4 separate regions of the Mus musculus genome follow, and regions 2, 3 and 4 are each linked to region 1. Evidence: chromatin contacts called from public Hi-C and HiChIP or PLAC-seq data. All regions are on one chromosome and are shown on one strand. The core of a region is the stretch at or near the end of the contact, and the rest is flanking DNA. Distances in the headings are between cores, read along the strand shown. Region 1 holds the start of 9230112J17Rik (RIKEN cDNA 9230112J17 gene). Region 2 overlaps Thsd4 (thrombospondin, type I, domain containing 4). Region 3 holds the start of 2010001M07Rik (a long non-coding RNA gene). Region 4 overlaps Thsd4 (thrombospondin, type I, domain containing 4).

Region 1 (5,173 bases), core at 2,163-4,662:
TTCAGTTACATTGACTGATTGATTGATTGATTGATTGTTGGAGGGGCTGTCATAGAGCACTTGTGGAAGTCAGAGAGAGGACATTTTCAAGAGTCACTTCTCATCTTTCCTCATGTGTTTCTCAAGTATTGAACTCAGGTGTCCAACTTGGCAGCAAGTGATTCTACCTGCTGAATCATCTCATCAGCCTTAGCCCTAACATTCTTCTTTGGATTAAATATAGAGAGGGCAGTCAGAGAGAGGAACAGTGAGAAACAATTCTATAGCCACAACTTCAACTCCATGGATTTAACCAACAACAGGGTGAAAGTTGTATCTGGGCTGGAAAATGGTCCAACCCTTAAAAGCCCATAGTGCTCCTGAAGACCGTTGCTCAGCTCCCAGCACCCACATCAGGGCTCACAACCACCTGTAACCCTAACCCTAAGGGATCCCCTGATGCTCATCCTGGCCTCTGAGGGCACCTGCACACACACACACACACACACACACACACACACAGAGATTCCCACAAATCCTACACAAACACACACAATTAAAAATAACTCAAATCTTCCCTTAAACATTGTATCTATGTTGATAATGTACAGGAAGGATGTCTGCCCTTCCTAAGCAACAGGTCACAACAGCTATCTACATAATTGATATTAATTAGGTATGATTAAGAATCTAGTGCTAACTTACAGGTTACATAAGGAAGTACATGCAAATGAGCAAATATCATACCGTTTTATACAAGGAAGTTAACATCCCTGGGGTTTGGTCTCCTCAGGCTGCTCAGAGACTGACACCTGTAAATACAACTCTATAGGTAACTTTGTATTTCAATAATCTATGAGAGGAAAATATAGATGATAAGTTGCAGTGAAGCCTCAGAGTGTGTGGTTAACATTTTTTGAAGTTCCAAGTTCTGTCCTCAGTGCCAGAAAAGGTAGAACACAGAATAACAATAGCACTCTAGTCATATCTTTCCTCCATAGTAAATGTATAATTGTAATATTTGGGAAACCATCTGGCAATGCTGCTAGATCAAGCTGGTTTAAACTGGTCAAAGCTGGTTCTAATCAGCTGAGGTAGAGCTTTTGAAATCAGAGCCGATCTGAGGCAGTTTAAAGCCGTCTGCTATGATATATGTGATCTTAAACTAGTTTCATTTAGAGTCTGTTTGCTCTGTTAAGAGTCACTTCACACCCTTTACCTCAAGTTAGGCGGCCATGGGAACCACGCCCAACTTCCTTTCAGAATTGCCGGCTGCCCACTCCGGGTTTAATCCACTGAGCAGGACGGATGCAGATTTATCTGGTCTCAATCAGTCAGTCTAAACTGAATCAGGTCTGTCTCCTTCTGGAACCATTGTTTCTGTTTAGGCTAGCTTTCTCAAGCTGGATCTTGGGAGGTTGGGTCTGACTTGCTTGGAACCAATTTAAACTGGTTTTAAACCAACTTCCACTTGGTTCTCAGAGATCTCTGGCAAGCAGCAGGGCCTTGTTCATCTGAACCTGAATAAACCTCCCTGACTCAGATTAAATCAGTTTGGTTTAAACCAGGAAGGGGTGGTGTTGGGAGAAGCCCAGGTTACGCAGGGTTAGAGAGTCAAAAAGGGAGGGTGACCTCGAAGGCACTCCATTTAGGTTCGTTCTTCTGGTTACCTGTTGAAATGGCCCATCATTTGGGACTAAGAGATAACATTTTTATGTGTTTTATTGTACATATGGATGAAGATCCCAGAAGACATAGAAAGACGTAGAATAAGGGGCCTGGGTAGGAAGCTAAGGAGCTAGGCATGTAGCTCAGTTGGCAGCGTGCTTGCTTACCATGTGCAAAGCCTTGGGTTCTGTGGCTAGCACCACATAAATGGGCCACAGTGGTGCACACTGGGATCCTGGCACAGAGGCCAGAGGGTCAGAAGTCTGAGGTCGCCCTTGCTTATATAGAGAGTCTGAGGCTAGCTGGAGCTGTATGGATCCCCATTTGTTTTAGTTTTTAAGTAAATTACAAGGGGAGATTATATGGCTCCTGGTTAGTTTAATATCACATGAAGAAGAAGACAGCATGTTTACCACAGAACTGTAACTCTAGTTCAACAACTGAAACAATGATTATTTTGATGACTGTATTAAATGTTCAAGTCTTCGTGGACACTTGGTTAGCATGTGCACATCTCTGTTTTGCCATCTTCATCCCTCCCTCAACCCCATGGAAGGATAAAGGCGAGGAGAATGAGGTGGACCATGGCTAGCCACAAAAGACAAGTTCCAGAAAGTTCCGGTCACAATGGGCTCCCAGTGAAGGGCTTCACACCCTGGGCTGTGTCCAGGTGACTGCCTGACCCCTAGCTCCTTCTGTCATAAATTTTGTGTCAGGGCTTCACAAATAGCAGAAACGACCAGCAGCCTGCTCAGTAGACTAATTCTGATGTTAGCATAACCACATGCCCTGTTTGTTCAATGCAATCATGCTCTTCAGATGATCTCCCAGGCTCCTTACCAACTATGGCTCCCTGTCACACTTGAATGTGCTGCAGTTTGGGAACAAATTAAATGATCTTCACTTTTAAGGCCCAACACCTTCATCTATCTCTTTCTTCCTTTGTTCTCTTCCATGGAGATTCCCCACCACCATCACCCCACCCCACCCCCAGCTTAAAACTCCTTCATTTGGAAGAAAACGCTAAGATCTCGTCCCTACATTCATAGTACCCACAGAAATGACATGTGACGATCCTTTCTGTTTACCCACCCCCAAACCCAGAAAACTGTCACCTGAATGCTCATCAAACCTGGTCCCGGTGCTAAAGAAAGGCAGAAAGTATTTGTTAATGTTTATTTGGAAAATAAAAAGGCATTTGTACATGTTGCCAGGGTTCCTCTGGAAAGTATCCAGGAACCGTTCAAGAAACTCCATTTCCGGGCGTGTTTCTTTAAGGCAACATGGTGGGGCTCAGAAGGGGTGCATAGGGCACCGCCATTGGCTGTGGGTCTTGCTATGTGGATCTACCATTAAAGGATTGCAAAGGAAGGAGTTGAGAGGAAAGAGGGCATGGACTTCCGCGTGCTCCTCTGCCCTCAGAAGCCTTATCAGGTAACTCACAGGCTTCCCTGCTTCCGGGGTGTGGGCGTGGGTAAACAGTGTTCTGCAGGGAAAGGGGGTGTGTTCTGGGATTGGGGAGTAAACCTGTATTTCTGGTGACTCTGGAGCTCCTATTTGAGGCTATTTTGCCCCTAGGAACTTGCCTGGGAGCTCAGAGGGTTCTTACCTTCTTCAGGAGCTGGAGAAGAAGCAAGACCACCTGGGGCTGACATCACGGGGGACCGGCAGTGTACAGCAACAGGTCAGCAGCTGTAGTCAAGACATTCCAGCCTCTGCAGACGGCCAGCTCCTCTGGAGTCACTACTGGTGGTTATTTCTAATCCATCCCTGCGAGAAGAGAAGCAAAGATCCCTGGGAAATTGCTGAATCATGTGCCTAGCACTGTTCAAGCTGCATCTATCTGAGTATGAAATATGAGCCCGGCTACGCTTAAAAATTATCTTAGATCATTTAAAATTTGATAGATGTTAACAATAGAAAAAGAGTCTTAATTCTGGCTGAACTTCCATTCAGAGGGAGGCTCTGCCAGGTGTTTGATGAAGAAGAACTGACCTAGTTCTTACATAGACCTTCCTGGCTAACAGAGACTCGCATGGAATCCTTATGGTCAGGTGGCCAGGTGCTTCTCATGCTCAGATGAGCCTCATTTTCACATCCACCCCCCCCCCCCACACACACACACACTGCACATGTTGACCGCAGAGAGACTAGGGGCACTTGATAAGGCGCTGGAAAGGCTGTACCTTGTAGTATTCTGAGATATAATCTAGTCTATGTCTAGAGGGAAGCTGGCTTCCTCTTCCCTTATGACTACTGGGTATATCCAGGTCAGCTGGTAGGGCAGATAAGGAAGGTGTCTGTCTGGGTCAAATCCTGAGATAAGACCTTCAGTAGATAAAGTTTACATAGGTGTCTGTATAGAACACAGCTCTCACCTCAAAGGAAACAAGGTGGGGTAAATTCTGAAGCCAAATGTGAGTGATAGTGACTGAGAAACTAAATCAGATTATTTCAGTGCCATGGTCCAATGTGGTGACAAAATAATTAAGTATTTACAGGAACAGGACAAAGAATGTCATGAAAAAAAAAGTCATGAAAAATGTCATAGATGGGTTACAGAAAAGCAGGGGAGTGTCTGTAATGGGTCTCGGATGCTCTTGGATGAATCCTAGCCTTTGGGTTGGTGGGAGATAGAGGTCTGCTTGTACATCTCCTAGAGCCCCAGAAAAAGATTTACCTAAGGCAAAGGGTGTTAGGAAAACACAGAGGCGGGTCACGCGTGGATTTAAGGAGTCTAACAATAGCTAAGATCCTTTGGGTACAAACCTACTATGTTCTGGCTCTCCTCAGTCAGGAATTCAACCAATCAACCTTGGAGAACTCCGTTCACGAGGGCCCGAGAGACTGCGGAGGTGAAATGATTATTAAAAGTCCTTCCCTGGGAGAGACGTAAACAGCATCTGCCCCTCCTCCTGAGGTCCTGACAACAAACCAAGATACAGTTCACCAAAGTTCCCCAGGGGAACCCAAGAGTATTAACCCATGAGAGGGTTATGGGCAGGTCTCACTGGAAGGTCTGTGGCACCCAGCTGTGAGGACAGGTTCCCCGTGACTACATAGATGGAGCCCTGCCCCCTCGTCCTTCCCCACCTGTATTCTCTAGTCCAGTGGTTCTCAATCTGTGGGTCTTGATTCCTTTGAAGGCCAAATGGCCCTTCACCGGGGTCAATCCTGCATATCAGATATTTACATTATGATTCATAACAGTAAAATCACAGTTATGAAGTAGCAATAAAAATAACTTTATGGCAGGGGGGCGGTGTCACCACAACACAAGGAGATGCAACATAAGAAAGGTTGAGGACCACTGATCTAGTCCCTCCCACTTCTACCTTGAAGCCATAAGCAATAGGGCAGATTTTCGGGTAACTGGTTGCCCAGGGTGGCTGAATACGCAGGTAAGGGTTCCATGATCCCCTGCCTGCCTTCCCACCTTCGGTGAGGGAAGGAGAACAGACAACAGGTCCAGCTGTGTCAGCTGTGACCTTTCGCCAGCAGGCACAGCAGAACTCTTGAAGATGGT
Region 2 (5,291 bases), core at 965-3,464, 140 kb before region 1:
TGGCATTAACACTCTGGGTGACAGTGGTAAGTCAAGATCCAGCTTTCTTGTACACCTTTAGCTTCTGCAGGGCCAGGCTTATCCACTGCTGATCCATGTGTGTATAATCCCGAGCTAGTCCCGCATCTGCTACAGAAGCACTCTAAATATTTGCTGAAATAACAGACGTGAGAGGCAGAGAGCTTAAATGTTTGCATTTCTAACCAATGGGCCAGTAAAGCCCACAGCTCTAGACTAATTCGTAGAGACCAAAAGGCTCTGAGTTCCAATAAACCAGCCTGAGGCACCCAGGTGGGAAGCCAAGAGAGCTAGCCAAATTAGACTGGTAGTCAGTGACTATCTAGAAAATTCTCAGAGCTCCAAATTAAAGGGAGGAAGTTAAGAGGGAATAGAATTAAGGAACAGAAACACATGTATTCCAGGCTGTAATCTGAAGCAAGCTGGGAAGAAAGACGTTTGTGGCTGAGGGCTGGACGGGCCTTATTTTCCCTGAAGCTCCCAGTTTCTTCCCCACCCCCTGCCAAAGGGGGGGGGGGAAATATCATGTGCAGCCAGAGTTCAAAGAGGCTTTGAGCAAGTGGTTTGGGTTGAGTGCAGATGACCTTTTAGAAGTTCAGAAGACTGTAGCGCCTGCCAGGGTGGGTCTCGGCAATAAATTATTTGGTGTCTACAAAAGATAAGAAGCAAAACCTCCGGCCACTCGGTGAAGTAAACATTCAGATGATGAAAACCACAGCTTTCCTGGCTGACTACTGTGTAGCAAAGCCACGCTGAGGGTCTGATCAGACCTGCCTCTGTTCCCCATGGCTGAGGTAAGGGGTAAATGACAGAGTGAGAGGCCACTGAAAGGCGTACTCTGAGGCTGCCTGATGGAAGGGACTCCCTCCTCCCAGTGCTCTCTGCAGGTGATGGGGGCATCTCACTAAAGGTAAAAGGAAGCTGTTATAGGTACACCGGGGGATGGTCCCACAAGTCAGGAACGAAGAGATCCAGGTAGATGGATGACAGGCAGCTTTGGAGTGACTCCCAGCTTATTTTTCTGTTGTAAGATTTTATTTATATTTATGTGCATGTATGCTTGCCTTTGTATACGTGTGCATGGCACAAGTGTGTTGCTGCCTGTAAAGGATAGAAAAGGGCACTGGATACCCTGGAGCTGGAGCTACAGACAGTTGTGAGCCACTGAATAGGGATGCTGAGAGCTCAACTAAGGTCCCCCGGGAAGAGCAACAAGCACTCCTTACTGCTGAGCATCTCTGCAGCCCCGGCATAAGGAAGCCCAGCTTTAAGAAGACCTCATCCTTGGCCCATCTACTGCTTCCTACATGGATGAAGTTCATAGGGTGGTGCCCTCACACTACCACCCTCTGAAATAGGCTGAAGCAGCGGCCTTCAGAACAGACCCAGTCCTCTTGGGAATCAGCCCCGGGGGAGACGCTGACCCCAGGCCTTGTCTTCAGAATCATATGCAAAATCAGCCGTGTCCCTAAGAGCAAGTCACACGCTGCTCACAGGGGCTGTGTACCTGAGTGACCCAGGCCTGTTATTCAAAGGGACACAAAAAGAAGGAACAAGGACAAGCAAACAGACATTAGAGGAAACCAGTCCCCATACAGCAGAACAATCAATGGTCAAACAGTAAAGATGGCACTTAGGGCCATCTTTATTTATTATGTGTAGTTACTCACTGCACAAGGGTGCCTGAGAGTGCAGGGGGTGTGCCCTCCTAATGGGGAAATGACTTAGATCAGAGGAAGAGATACCTTCATGATTTTCAAAAGCAAGAAATAAACCAGTAGATGTCTAAGACATTCGAGCAAAGCTGGTTTCCATGCTCTATGTTCTGCTAAGCATGGGGGTAAGGGTTTGACTGGCATATAGGTGTTACATGGGATGTAGAAAGAGCCCAGATCTTCTATCAGCATCTTTGCCTGCCGGCCCCTCTGTGACCTGTGTAACCATGGACAAGTCCCTGGACAGCTCTTCTATCCAGCATGCCTACTACATCTGGCTATTGTATAGACTCAGTGAAATCACTCCCAGAAAGTGCTGAGCTCAAGGTGTGGCTGCAGTGGCTACTCCCTAGTAGTGGTCCCCATGAAGACTTCACTGCACTGAAGGTTAAAGACAGAGCCTGTGACCTCCTCCATGTGGGGACCACAACAGAGGCTGACTGCCAAACATGGCACTGAGGGCTGAGGAATGGCTTTGCATAAAAGAACAGTGAATGCATTCATTCCTCCAGTATGAGTAAGAGAAGCCCTCTTGGGAGTCCAAGCTGCTGCCAATGTGGGCTGTAATCTGAGCCCCGGTGGCTCTTGGGACTACAGGGGTTTAAGGGGAACTGAATGGGATTACCTGTAGGGCAAAGGGCCTGGCCAGAGCAGATGCTGAGTGAATACTGGCTCCTAACCCCTCTCCCCTGGGGCCTCTCACAGTGCCCCTTGCCCCAGTGGCTGATCCTCTATAGGCTGGGAAAAAAAAAAACCCAAAAAACAAAAATCTTAAGATTGATTTTTCTGCAAGTTCTGCTGAATTCATTAACACAACAATGATAATGATTCTAACATGAATTATGGTTTCTGAGCATCTTTTATGAGATGGGCTCATAGCATAAATATGCTTGGATTCTGGATGCCTCTGAATTTGTATCTCTCTCTCTCTCTCTCTCTCTCTCTCTCTCTCTCTCTCTGTGTGTGTGTGTGTGTGTGTGTGTGTGTGTGTGTACAGGTACACATGTGTGTTTATGTATGTGGAGGTCAGAGGACAAACATCACCTAAGTATCGCTCTTCTGGCTCCTCCTCCTCATGCTCCTACTTCCCCTCTTCCTCTTCCTCCTCTTCCTCTCTTCCTCCTCTTCTCTTGCTTCTGTTCCTCTTGCTCCTCCTCTTGCTTCCTCCTCTCCCTTCCTCTGGCTCCTTCCCCTCTTCCTCTTGCTCCTTTTCTTTCTCCTACCCCTCCTCCTCTTGTTCTTCCTCCTCCCCTCCTCTTCTTCCTTTTCCCCCTCCTCCCCTTGCTCCTCCTCCTCCTGCTCCTCCTCCTGCTCTTCCTCCCCCTCTTCCTCCTTTGTTCCTTTCAGTCAGGCTCTCTTTCTGCCCCAGGACTGCCAGGCTAAGCCGGCTCACCGCAATCCTCAGAGATCCTCCTGGCCCTGCACCCCAGTCATTCATGACCAGTGTTGCCCACCACACCTAGTATTTTCCCATGGATCCTGAGGATGGACCCAAAACCTCATGCTTGCAAGGCAAGCACTTCACCAACTGAGCCATCTCTGAGTTCCTTACACCACTTCCTATGTGTCAAATTACCATAGATCACTTCATCTTTTTCTTCATTAGAAATATGGGGGAAAAAATCACACATAATAATGCAGTTTCTTTGCATTAAAGGAATTTCTTAAACTTAAGGCTATATTTCTTACTATAAGAGATATAAGCAAAAGATGCAGAAGTTATTCCTAGAGTTTTATCTGATCTCTAAACATATTCAACATAGTATATTTAAATAATATATGAAAATAGCTGTCATGCCAAACACCTGCTAGTGTTTCATGTTACCACCACTTAACCATCATACAAATAGAGAAATAGCTTGTCTCATTTTTTTTAAATGAGAAAACTGATGTTATGTGACATTAAACAGTCTGCTATGCTGGTTACTCTGTGTGTGCAGACATCATTTATGATATTAATGAATGCCACTGAATGGATAATTGATAAGCTCTTAAGGAGCAAAAGCAACTGCAACTGGTACAAGTTTTAAATGCCACCTTCACACTGGAAGATGATGGACTATGTGCTATGTTCATTGAGGAAAAGGGACATTGTCTGCCCATTGCTGCAGCATCCACACAGCCCATGAGGACCAGATGCTTCTACAAGGACAGGCTCATGAGAGGCTGAAGAAAATATTCTGTGTTGGAAGGCAGCTAGTCAGGGGACAGGGAGAGAATCTCAGTAGTTAAGAACAGGGGCTCTCTGGATTGGTGATATAGCTCAGATAGTAATATGCTCATCTTACAAGCTCAAGGACCTAGATCTGAGCCCAAGAACCATATTAAAAACAAACCAACAAACAAATAACACCCCCCACTGCCTCCAAAAGGCATAGTGTTTGTAATCCTAATGTTGAGAAAGTGGAGATAAAGGGCTTGCTGGCCAGACAGACTAGCCATACTTGGCAAGCTCCAGCTTAATGAGATTTTGTCACAATGAAATATAGTAGATTGCACCTGAGGAACCACAACTAAGGTTGTCTTCAGGCCTTTGCAGGCACTGCCCCCACTACACACATACTAACTAATGCCCTTGAACATAAGCACACACGCACACATTCACACTCCAGGACTTAGGAACTATCATTTGTCTATCTAAGCATGAAATGCTTATCATGCTATAGAGAAGGGAGAGCAATGTAGATGCTCTACACATGAACACTGTGAAGTTGAGTCAGAGCCTCGGATGGGGAGGTAGCTTCCTCAGTCACTCTGTCAAACTCCCATAGAGTCAGTGAATACCCTCATAGCCCCGGACATGATGTTTAAAGTCAGCACTGCTCACTGAAAGCCAAGTGTTCACGAGACCTTGATCCCTTTGGCCTATAATCCTGTGTCCCATGGTGTCTTCAGATAGGACACACAACAGTGGTTATGTAGGATTCTATCACCGACTGACATAGCCATCTTGGTTTGTATAATAGACTCTACAATGTCCACACAGCAACAAAATACTAAAAACACATTTTCTATAATACATCTCTACCACTCTGTAACCCATAACTAGCCTTTTAATTTTTTTAAAAATCTCTTCCATTTCCTGGTGATGCCAGCAGCCCTCTTAGCTTGTGACCACATCCCTTCAGCAGTCAGGAGCATCCCCCTTAACTTCTATTCTGCCTCCACATGGCCTTGTCCTCTGTCTGCTTATGATATCCCTATCTGCCCATTATAAGGACACTCGCGACTGCATTTAAGTCCCTCCCCTCACTGTCCTCCCCTTTCGTTCTTACCTCCCTCTTGCTGTTCCCTTATTCCACTTAAATGTGACATCTGCATCATAATAGATCCCACTCTGCTATGGTCAGAGGCAATTGACATGTATGTATGAAAATGTCATAATGAAACCCATTGCTTTTTATGCTGACTTAAAATTAATTTTAAAATTGAAAATAAGAAGACTACCTGGCTAACCCAGGATCATCTCCCCATCCCAAGATGCTTAACTTAACCACTTCTGTGAAGACCCTTTTCCAGATAAGACAGATAGGTAAGCATTTAGAGACTCCAGAGGCT
Region 3 (5,138 bases), core at 2,445-4,944, 210 kb before region 1:
ATGTAAATGAAATTTTAAATGTAGAAGAAAGCAAGGTCTAAAGGTGTAAATAAGGGAAGGGCATTTAATACAAAGTGGAGAGGCGGTTTGGTGATCAGGAGTGTACACTGTGCTTGCAGATTTTTGTTGTCATAAGTAAAGTCCCTTCTGAGCATGCATTTGGACACTCGAGACAACCCGTAACATCGGTAATAAGCCGAAGTCATCCTAAATGCAGAAAGTTGGTCAAAACAGGAAGAGAGGCACCTGAGTAGAACTGAGTAAATGCCACCTGTGAGAAGTAATCTGTAAGCTCGGCAAGGGGGTATACACTTGTAATCCTGGCACTAGGGAGGCTCAGGAAGAAGGGTTGTGAGTTCAAGACTAACCTGAGCTATAGAGTGAGACCCTCTGTATAAATAAATAAATAAATAAATAAATAAATAAATAAATAAATAAATAAAAAGCAGGGAGGGAGCTGTGGCTCCTAAGTGAAGGACTGGTACAGAGGAGATCAGGTCAGGATGTCATCTGCATAGCAATAGGAAAGGAAGTCCATACAAGCAGGTTATCTCAGGCCAGATAGGGCGTGTCCTAGGCAAGCAGGTAAAATGCCTATTTTCCAGGACACATGCACTCTGATCACTACAAAAGACATATCCAGCTCTTTATTTAAGCCCTCTTTGGCTAACTCTACTCAAACTCAATGAGCAAGAACCCTTTTAATAAGAGCCTTGGATTAGGGCATATAGTCCCCTGTAGTTCAGTTAAATATAGTGGCTACTAGGCTATTTTATGAATGAGAAAACCAAAATTCTTCAGAGGTAAGATCACATAAGTCACAGCCTATGAGAAGGACTCATTTGCAAACTCTGTGCTGCCAGCCCTGGTTCAAACCATGTACCCTCCACTGTGTTACCACCACTGCATCACACTCCCAACAACACCTAGCTTCCTGACACACATTCCATCTGGTTCAAACCATGTACCCTCCACTGTGTTACCATCACTGCATCACACTCCCAACAACACCTAGCTTCCTGACACACATTCCATCCCGGAGAGGAATGTGGAGATCAGCTAGTGTGAGTCTCCAGCTCATTACTGGGACAATCATTACTCACAAAGGAGGGCTCATGTGAGAGAAGCCAATAACATCTAGTCTTGGTCCTGTAAAGTGATTTCAAAGGTCCCCATTCCTCGCCTCATCCTTTGGCATGGCTATCATTTCTCTGTTTAAGCTCTAAATATTTAATGCATAATTCAGACAACTAGTGAGAAAGAGTGAACAGCCCACTCAGTAGCCGGTCTAGGAGAGAACATGACTGACAAGTCCATGAGGTGATAATTGAGCTCAGCAAAGCTTGAGAAACCACACAAAACAATTCTAAGTCACACCCATAGACCCACAGGAGCTTGACACAGCAAAAAAAGGAGTGGCAGAAACTATTTGGCAGAAATAGTACTAGGCTTCTCTCATGTCTCCTTGGCCAGTTTTACAGAACCACTCTTGCTAGATCAGAAGAAGGCAGTCCAGCGATGACAGAAGTTTCTGCTAGTCAAGGCATCAAACAGAGGCTTGGCTGGCTCCTGGATCTATCTGCTCTTTACCCTGATACCATAAAAAAAAAAAAAAATGAAATCCAGACCCTTGGGTGCCATCCCTAACTTCCAGGTCTGGCTTCCGTCCCATAGCCTGTGCACCAGCCCAGCCTGGTGGAGACCACCAGAGATACATGTCCAGTCAGAATGCAGAGACTAACTCTCCATGAGGTGCCCAACCCTAATTGATACATTTTCAGTGCAATGTACCACCTATGGCTCAGGAACTATCCCAGAAGAGGGAATGGCGAGATTAAGAGACGGGTCCCAGGATGCCTGCTGTTAGAGAGCCCTTAGGAATGACAGGAAAATGTACCTACAAATAATCAACAATAGGGATACCTGAACAAGACTGGCAAGAAGCAATACCAGTTGATGTGACAGCATAGATAGTGGAAATTCTACAGGGCTGAAGAGCCTGATCAATGGAGGCTGACAGAGGGAGATCAGCTGTCTCCAAGAATGAGCTCGCACAGAGGGTGCACAATTCTAGGTGATCAGCGCTGGGGATGGACCATTGGCTAAAAGCATTTATTGCCAAACCCAACAACCTAAATTCAATGGTAGAAGGAGAGAACTGATTTCACGGTTGTTCTGTGACAGCCACCCATGTGCCAAAGCATGCACACTCACCCCCTCCCCATTCAATGAATAGTATACCTTTATGTTCTAATATCTTTAAAAGTAAGACTTCAAACATTGCATCTGTTTTTTGAAATAGGCTTAAAAGAGATCATTTGAGTCTACTGTGTCAATTTTAACACTCTCATAGGAGGTATATTTATCATTCAGAATAAATAACATACTTGGTACACTATAACTACATGGTGGTCACTCTTGTAACATAGACAAGATTATGATATAGGTATGGTTTGTCTGAGGCTGGAAACATAGCTACTTGGTTCTTGCAAAATACTAAAAATAGAATTTTTTTTCTTATAATAACCGATCAAAATCAGAGTTATCAAGCCTAAGCCTAGACATGTGAGTCCAGCCTAAAACAAAAAGAGATAAAAAAGAAAGCTCAGTCTGACTTCTCAGTCAGCCATACTCAGCGTGCTAAGAAAACCTGTGGTGGCTCGGCAACCACTTCTTAGGCACCAAGAAAGACGTCTAAGGGCTTCTAGAACATCTGTGCTCAAAGCGCCTTTGTATAGAGTAATGCACACACATGCACAGGCACACACACACACACACACACACACACACACTCATACACACTCTAGTGAAATCTTCCACACACTTTGCCATGTGTGCTGAGAAAATGGGACAGGTTTAAATGATGGCTTTTATTTGCTTTGATTGGTGGCAACCAATCTGTGCTGTTTTCTGCCTACCTGACAGAAACCATGGATTCCAACAATGACACTGCGGTGGCAGTGTGACAGCCAACAGAGTTGGTGTCAGTAAAGCCTGGACACCCCTAGCTCAAAACTCTGAAATCCAAGTGGAAAATTCTATACCTGGCCTCTGGGACAGACTGTTGTCAAAACACAAGAGTATTAAAAATATGGTTTAAAAATACCCTCAGGCCAGAAGGTGTAAATGAAACACAAACAACTTTCATGTTTAGACTTGAGTCCCATTCCCAAGATAACTCATTATGAATATGCAAATGTAAAAAGTTTGGGATCCTGGTAACAAGCAGATAAGAGCCACTCAACCAGTGCCAATCTGCTAAAGTGGAGAGAGACTGTTACAGGAGACACAGAGACGGTGTTTAGCTGCATTGGGGAGGCGCTAAGCCTGGAAAGTTGGGAAGTCAAGGATGCCACAATTTCCCTAAGAAACTGTTCCCAAGGGCAGCCTTAGCCTTCCTCACAAAGCAGCAGGAATACATATATTGCAACTGACATTCTCATCCACTGACTGTTTCATTCCAAGGGCTTCCCACGAGGTTCCAGCAGGTGCTAGATGCTGTCCTAACACTTTGGAGACATAGCAAGGAATGGGATGAGATAAAAACTGGCTGCCTTAGTGGAACTACAATTCCAGGTATCAAAGCAGGAAGTGTGACAGAGTGTAAGGCTATTATGGCGGTTCCTTTTAACTACCAACTGGACAGAACATACTATCACCTGGGATCAAAGTCTCAGTGGGGCATTTCTTCTTGAGTGTCTCAACAGATCTGGAAAGACCCAGCTTGAAAATGGGTGGCACCACTCCTGGGTTTAGGGCCCTGGACTGTGTGAGAGTAGAGGGAGCTGGCTGAGTACTAAGTATGTATCCTTTTTCTTTGCTCTTGACTGTGGATATGACAAGACCATCTGTCTCAAGTTCCTCACTGTGACTTCCCCATGGTGATGGACTATACACCTGGAATTGTGAGTTAGAATAAACTCTTTCTCTTCTAAGCTGATTTCTGTAGGGCTCAGAAATAAAATAAGGCCGTGAGAGCATTTGTGGGGGATCTGAATGGTAAGGAGGGAGCTGGCATCAGATTATTGCAAGAAGCAGGAACAGCAAGCATAGGAAGGCCTTGTGAGGGGGTGGGAGAGGGATGGAGTAGGAGGGAGGGAAAGGGTGAGGAAGAGGGAGGGAGAGGGAAAAAGGGAGAGAGAGGGAGGGGGAAGGAAGAGGGAGGGGAGATGGAGAGAGAGGGATGGAGGAAGGGATGGAGGGAGAGGGAGAGGGAGAGGGAGAGGGAGAGGGAGAGGGAGAGGGAGAGGGAGAGGGAGAGGGAGAGGGAGAGGGAGAGGGAGAGGGTAGAGGTAACCCATTCCATGGAAGACTGTTAGTTTGCAAAGGCCTCTCCAGAACCGAATACAAAAACACGTTTTCTTATAGTTCCAGGAGGGAGCTGTGCATGGGCGTGGCACTGGCAAGGCTGTTTCCTTGACCACCTCACCTCAGGCTCGTCTTTCCTCTGTCGTTTCCCTGGAGCTCATCTCCTCTCTGCATGTACCAGTCTCTTCATAAGATCACCGGCCAGGCTGAATTAGTTCCCACCTTAATAAACTCGATTTAAATCTCTCTCTTTTGGTCCTACTTGCATTTACATTTATATTCTGAGAAACTGGAAATTTGGGCTCAAATATATAAAATGGAGGGGTTTATTATAATTTAGTTCTGAACAGAGGTCATGGGAGCAAATAATTGTGGATTGTCTCGGCCATATATCAGGAAGGACAGAACGGGGCTGAAGGAAATGCCAAGTGCCCACTGAGCTGCATGGAGAACACGGAGAGGATGGTATCCTAGATGGGGAGAAAGAGGACAGAAACAGGCCACGTCCAGGACAAGGGGTCAGGGTTGCTGATGGATCGAAGCACAGAGATGAGAAGCAAAGGCAGTTCCTTAGCATTTGGCTTGGAGAGACTGGGAGGATGGTGGGTGGGCTAGACTGACGGTAGCGTGCATATGCACACAACAGAAGTGTGACATCAGCATAGGACACTAGAGTCATCATTTATAAGTGTAAGAGAATGACTTGGCAGTCAGACGGACGGCCAAGATGGAAAGAAAATCAGCCAATGCCTCACGTGAATCTCAGAGTTTTAGGAGTCCAAGACTACAGCGAGTCTGAGGTACAGCACCTCTCTAATGAGTTTAAATTT
Region 4 (5,427 bases), core at 2,490-4,989, 180 kb before region 1:
GTGTGTGTCTGCGTGTGTGTGTGTGTGTGTGTGTGTGTGTGTGTGTGTGTGTGTGTGTGTGTAGGTGTGTGCAGATGAGTGTAGGTGCCCGGGGATGGCAGAATAAGATCCTGCCTGAGGAGGAGCCTAGTTCAGGTACTTGGGAGCTGCCTGAGGGAAGTGCAGGAACCAAGTTCTTAGATTACCTGTGAACTCCTAGGCAGCACTGCTGGTTTCCTGCTGTTCTATTGTGATGAGGACTTAGTTGTGGGTGCCTTCTTGGAGCTGCCTAACCAAGCATACCCTGGGCCTCCTCAACCCCTTAGGAGGTACCTGATGCTTTCCCAAGGTCAGCTCCTACCCCAGACAATACACTCTCCTCAGCCTGGCCCCACAAAGAAAGAGCAAACCAGCAGGATGTCAGAGACACAGACCAACCACAGGCAAAGTGGGGCTTCTAGTCTCCAAACTTTCCTTGATGTCTTGTAGCAGTTACAAGTTCTGGACTTCCAGGTTGTTAGTCAATGCTGAAACATTAGCAACTGTTAAGTTTTGAGTTCAAATTTTAGAATTGAGAGTATGGCTTTTGCTGGTTTTCTTGTTTTCTTTAATACAAAATGATATGTATTTTATTTGAACTCATTTGGGTTTTATGCTGTTGTTCTTGTTGTTGTTTTGAGTTGTTTGTTTTTGTTTTGCTTTTTGAGATAGGGTCTTCTGAACTCCATGCTGGCCTGGAACTTGATCTTGAAATTTGGGATGGACCTATGTTCCTTATTGAACAAGGAGATCCTTCCAGGTGCTTCTGCCTCTACCTCCTTGAGTCTTGGGGCTAAAGGCATGTGCTGCCATGTTCAGTTTACACAGTGCTGGGGAATCAAAGCCCAAGGTTTTATGCATGGTGGGCAAGGCCTCAACATCTGAGCTACATCCCAGCCCTTCTTGACTTTATTTCTGAAGCATTTAAACATGGATAAGCATGTCTGTTCACAAAAGTAATGGTAGATGGTGAGCAACAGTGGTGGTGGCGGTGGTGGTATTTATATACCATGCTAGGAGGAAATGAAAGAATACACACTGAAAACCAGACCCTACCCACTGATGGGAGCACTGGGATATAGGCAATGGGATGTAGGCAATGGCATGCTTGCAATGGGATGCAGGCAATGGGATGCAGGAAATGGGACGCAGGCAATGGGATGAAGGCATGGGATGCAGGCAGTGGGGTGCAGGCAATGGGATGAAGTAGAGCAACTGCTTAGTGTGGAGGGGAACTATAGCCTCAGTCTCAGTCTCATCTTTGTCCCCAAAGACCAGAAAAACACTCTGAATTCAGAGAGGCTGCTGGAGATCAAAGGACACTGCCAGTGGCCAAGAGTGATCCAGCTGAGGTAGTGGCGTCACAGAATGGGGAGAAAGTGAAAAATCTTAGAATGCCTCTCAGATTTAACAAAAATTGGCTGTGAATTGTAGCTCTTGGTAACGTGTCACAATTACCAACATCAGAGAAACACATATCCCTGCCTAATATCTGCTACAAAGTGCTTGGGTTTATAGGACCTCCAATAGTTGCTTGGGGGCAAAGCCTAGGCTTCGCAGCTAAGAGATGGTGATGATTTGTGTGATTTCAGAATCTGACGGCAGTGCTCTCCAGGCTGTGGCTGATGACAGCTGGTTTTGGAAGCAGAGCAGCCCACATACAAATCATGGCTGTTCGATCGTTTTGTTTTGCTACGGTGGATAGAGCCTCAGATGCAGACAGGAAGTATAAACAGAGGCAGAAGAAAGCGTGTTTGCTGGAGCTGGCATGGTGTTTTCAACTACCTTGATTTTGTTCCTTTAGATCCACTGTCCCCATCGTAAATTTCAGAAGTTAAAATATTGTGCTCAGTGGGAGAAGGGAGATGATTTAGTCGTATAAGCGTAAAGAGCTCTCTTTGAGCCCTAGAATCAGGTATGGTGGTAGTGAATGCTTGTAATCGCAGTGCTGCGGGCATGGAGCCAGGCAGATTACAGACCCAAGCTTAGAGCTAGCCTAGACCATTTTTTGTGAGCTCCAGGCCAATGAGAGAGCCTATCTCAGCAAACAAGGTGGACATTGACTGAGAAACAATATGCAAGTTTGACTTAGACCTCCACATACATATACATGCACAGACATTTCATACTCCTACAAATGAGCATGCTTTTACACACACACACACACACTCACAAGCAAGCACACAAGTGTACTGAGAAAGGAGCTCTGTCTCTGACCATCAGTCTTCATAAGTCTTCTTGCTGTCTGATCCATATTGTTGGATTTTTATTTTCATTTAGATTATGAGCCCATGTTAGGCAATGTATAAATGGTGTATGTTCTTATTCATTTGCACTACCCTTCCACCTCCACTGATTTTTAAAAAATCAGAAGTTTATTATAGACATTTGCAATGATACCTAAGGCATTACCTGGTTAATATTATGAACATATTAAAAATCGCATCCCTGTAGCTGAGGATGTAGCTTGCTTGCTTAGCAAGTGCTAACTTAGCATACATTAAACTCTAGCTTCCATCCCTAGCACTGCACAAACTGGGCATGCTGCTGCACACATACCTACAATTCCTGCACTACTGCAGACAGAAGCAGGAAAGTCAGAAGTTCAAGGTGACCCTCAACTACAGAAAGGGTGCAAGGCCAGCTTGGGATACAAGAAGACTTTGTCTCCCCAAAATACAAAAATAAAAAGAATCCCATCTCTGGGATATAATAAGGAACCAATAAGGCATATAGGTTAATCCCAAATTTTCAAGCCTTAGTGAGGTCAACATGCTTAGCTTTGCAAGCATGACTTGAAAAGCCACAGAACTGAAGATGCAGCAGGTGTGCTATTATTCGAGCCTTCCACGTTCAGCAAGACATCTGTAATCAGTCCCTGACACTCCGTGAGCCTAACTTATCAGCCATGCTCAATCGAAGCTGGCACCTATAAGGAATGCCCTATATGCTAAAGAGAACAGCCCACATGCTAAACACACAGCACATACCATACTCCAGCAATCAGTTGAAGGGAGGAGAAATGTTTACAGCCTTACAAAAGGGGAATCCAGGATGAAAAGTTGGCTGCTTTAAAAGATCTGAGTGGGGAAACGTGGGCCTTAGCTCAGCTGGGCTGCAAAGGGTAGCCAGGCCATAAATAATCACTCCAGGGCAAACTGTAAGGCTAAGATAAGCATGCACAGAGGCCAACTTCACCCAGGTGGGGGCAGGAACACTCCCTCTCTTCTGCCTTGGACTACAGAGATACGTGGGATTTCCCCCTCTAATACTTTAGAAGCACGTCCTACTGAATCCCGAAACATTCTCTGCAATTTCTGAGAAACGGAGATGGGGATGGGCGCTATTTAACAGGTTTGAGGGATGGATCATGTCAGTGGGAGAGAATGTTTTTGATAAGTAGGTAAAGGAGAGCTGATTTTACCATTTAAACCCACACTGCCTATCTGTTGGTCAAATTCTAGTTGTAAACCGCCTCATTACAAAATCCCCTCATTGCTGGCCAGACAGGCATTTCTCGGCATCCACACAAGGTTCGAGAAAGGGTCCGGCCACTCCTTCTCAGAGCCCTCTTCCAACCTACAAGCTTAGGGCCTCGGGAGGGTGAAAAGACAGTGCTACACGAGATTTAAAAAGAGCCCCAGGATTTCCTGGAGAAGTCTTGACAGCCCTTCATGTACAAACACATTTGTTTGTTTTTTAAAGAAAATGACTCAGTCACAGCTTCGTTGAAGGAGGGGAGAGATCCCTTGGTGGCCCCTGAGGCACAAGACTCCTCTCAGGCTGGGAGGCTGTGCTTACGCAATGTTTTTCTCTGTGTGTGCGTGTGCACGTGCACGCAGAATTGTGGGTATGGCACTTCAAGAGGTTAGAGAGCAACCTCCGGTGTCAGTCCTCAGACACCTTCTACCTTTTGGTTTCAACAGTATCTCTCAACAGTGTAAGGCTGCCAAGCAGTCAGGTTAGCCTGTGAGCTTTCGGGGATGCTCCTGTTTCTACCTCCCATCTAGCAGTGATGAGATTAGAGGCATATGCCACAGCTCTTGGATTTATGCAGGTTCTGGGAATCTGAACTCAGGTCCTCATGATCGCAAGGCAATCACTTTACGGATTGAGCCATGTCCCCTATGCCCATAACCTTTTGTTGAATCCATTTTTTCCCTCTACAACCTGGCTAGACCATGCAACCCTCAAGAGCTCCCCATGGCTGCAGAATGGACCTACTGTGGAGTATGACATCAGCCCTGTGTGGAGCAGTCCTTGCAGAACCCTGAGAGGGAAACAACAGGCTTGGGACTCGCTGTTTAATATTTTGCAATGGGCTTAAGTTCTATGCTTGATTTCAGATCCTCAGGATTATTTATATTGAAACTAATCTGCTTATTAGATGTTGAAACACTCCCTCAGGCTACTTTTCACTAATTACCCAGAATGACACTGGTTCAGGTGCCAGGAAAAAAAAAAAGCTTGAACAAGAATCAGCTGCACCTTCCAGAATACCACAGAGCAGGGACAATTTCCCCTCTTCAGCAACTTTCCCTTTTTCCTATCCTAAACTTCCCAGTAATGTGACTTAGAAAGTTGGGCAAAACAGGCCCCATCCTGCACTCACCTTCCTCTCCAGCTAGCCAGAACAGTATAGAGGCAAGCAGCAGACATGTTCTAGAACATTCCACATTTATAATTCTAAGTGGGGAAGGGAGGTGGAGAGCTGATCTATGGAGTAGGAGTAAGGCTCTCAGAAAAGAGGAAAGAATCATCATGAACTCCCTTTGATACCACTCAGCCCAGAGGCCATCCTCTTACACAGAAAGTAGCACCGTAGGCCCATGTGCAAATGGACACTGTGCAACCAGTGTCACAGACACATAATGACTGTAGATACAAGGGAGCCACACAGCATCATGCTATCCACATGTAAGGAGACCCATTCATACAGTCATTAGGAATGCACAAAGCAAGAAGGATGGAAGACCACCAGCTCCAATCTAGAGCACAATTCCAACCATCTTCCAATGGTATTGAAAAGCCTTCCCAGAGGCTCAGTGGGTATAGCGCTCACCACTTGAGTTTGGTATTTGGAGTTCAGAACCTTAGCATCCCCTGTAAATGTCAGGCCAGCAGCCAGACTCTGAGCTAATAGCCATCTGACAGATGTGAGGCAAGCCACCTTGAAATTCTAATTTGCATTCCCTGGTATTCAGTGATGTTGGGCGTTTTATGATACATCTGTTGGCCTTTTGTATGTCCTAGAGAAATGCCTGTGTTGGCCTTCTGTCTATTTTAAATAGGAATAGCTTTCATGCTGTTGGTTCATTTGAGTTCCTCATATAAGCTGACATGAGCTCTGACTTCAAGCAAAATTTGCAAATAACTTCCCCCAACTGTGGGTTGCCTCTTCCTTCACTG

The links. Hi-C and Micro-C count contacts between places; a contact is called where the count stands out from the background. HiChIP or PLAC-seq counts read pairs in DNA pulled down with a chosen protein or histone mark.
Region 2: a contact with region 1 is called in a Hi-C map of the G1E-ER4 cell line, with 4 times the contacts expected there. The contact joins the enhancer-like site here to the promoter of 9230112J17Rik in region 1. A contact is called at or near these places in 3 of 39 promoter capture datasets (embryonic stem cells, hippocampal neurons and stem cell-derived epiblast-like cells), 1 of 15 datasets of contacts at CTCF or cohesin (the G1E-ER4 cell line), 4 of 484 Hi-C or Micro-C datasets (all in the G1E-ER4 cell line) and 4 of 115 datasets of contacts at active chromatin or transcription factors (the 3134 cell line, astrocytes, bone marrow-derived dendritic cells and 1 more).
Region 3: a contact with region 1 is called in a GR HiChIP or PLAC-seq map of the 3134 cell line, with 16 times the contacts expected there. The contact joins the promoter of 2010001M07Rik here to the promoter of 9230112J17Rik in region 1. A contact is called at or near these places in 1 of 115 datasets of contacts at active chromatin or transcription factors (the 3134 cell line) and 1 of 9 other capture datasets (embryonic stem cells).
Region 4: a Hi-C map of the G1E-ER4 cell line shows a contact between it and region 1, with 2.9 times the contacts expected there. The contact joins the enhancer-like site here to the promoter of 9230112J17Rik in region 1. A contact is called at or near these places in 1 of 15 datasets of contacts at CTCF or cohesin (the NIH/3T3 cell line), 2 of 484 Hi-C or Micro-C datasets (the G1E-ER4 cell line and the NIH/3T3 cell line) and 3 of 115 datasets of contacts at active chromatin or transcription factors (astrocytes, embryonic stem cells and pancreatic cancer cells).

The regions. Positions count from the first base shown.
Region 1 is chr9:60,542,470-60,547,642 of GRCm38.p6, forward strand. 9230112J17Rik (RIKEN cDNA 9230112J17 gene) reads right to left here and starts at 3,413. Exons shown (of 4, transcript NR_040464.1): 1 at 3,257-3,413; 2 at 727-791.
Region 2 is chr9:60,405,322-60,410,612 of GRCm38.p6, forward strand. The region is part of intron 4 of Thsd4 (thrombospondin, type I, domain containing 4); the gene reads right to left. Among named protein-coding and RNA genes, the nearest start is that of 2010001M07Rik, 74 kb to the left of the region's middle. Within about 2 kb of position 2,215, at least 48 of the 459 cell types and tissues checked have an H3K27ac peak or open chromatin away from gene starts, as enhancers often do. A contact at or near this core is called in the G1E-ER4 cell line and pancreatic cancer cells, where this site is marked.
Region 3 is chr9:60,330,415-60,335,552 of GRCm38.p6, forward strand. It overlaps 2010001M07Rik (a long non-coding RNA gene), which reads left to right and starts at 3,695. Exons shown (of 2, transcript XR_003948171.1): 1 at 3,695-3,905; 2 at 4,369-4,554. The region is part of intron 6 of Thsd4 (thrombospondin, type I, domain containing 4); the gene reads right to left.
Region 4 is chr9:60,364,907-60,370,333 of GRCm38.p6, forward strand. All of the region lies in intron 6 of Thsd4 (thrombospondin, type I, domain containing 4), which reads right to left. Among named protein-coding and RNA genes, the nearest start is that of 2010001M07Rik, 34 kb to the left of the region's middle. Within about 2 kb of position 3,740, at least 4 of the 459 cell types and tissues checked have an H3K27ac peak or open chromatin away from gene starts, as enhancers often do. A contact at or near this core is called in the G1E-ER4 cell line, where this site is marked.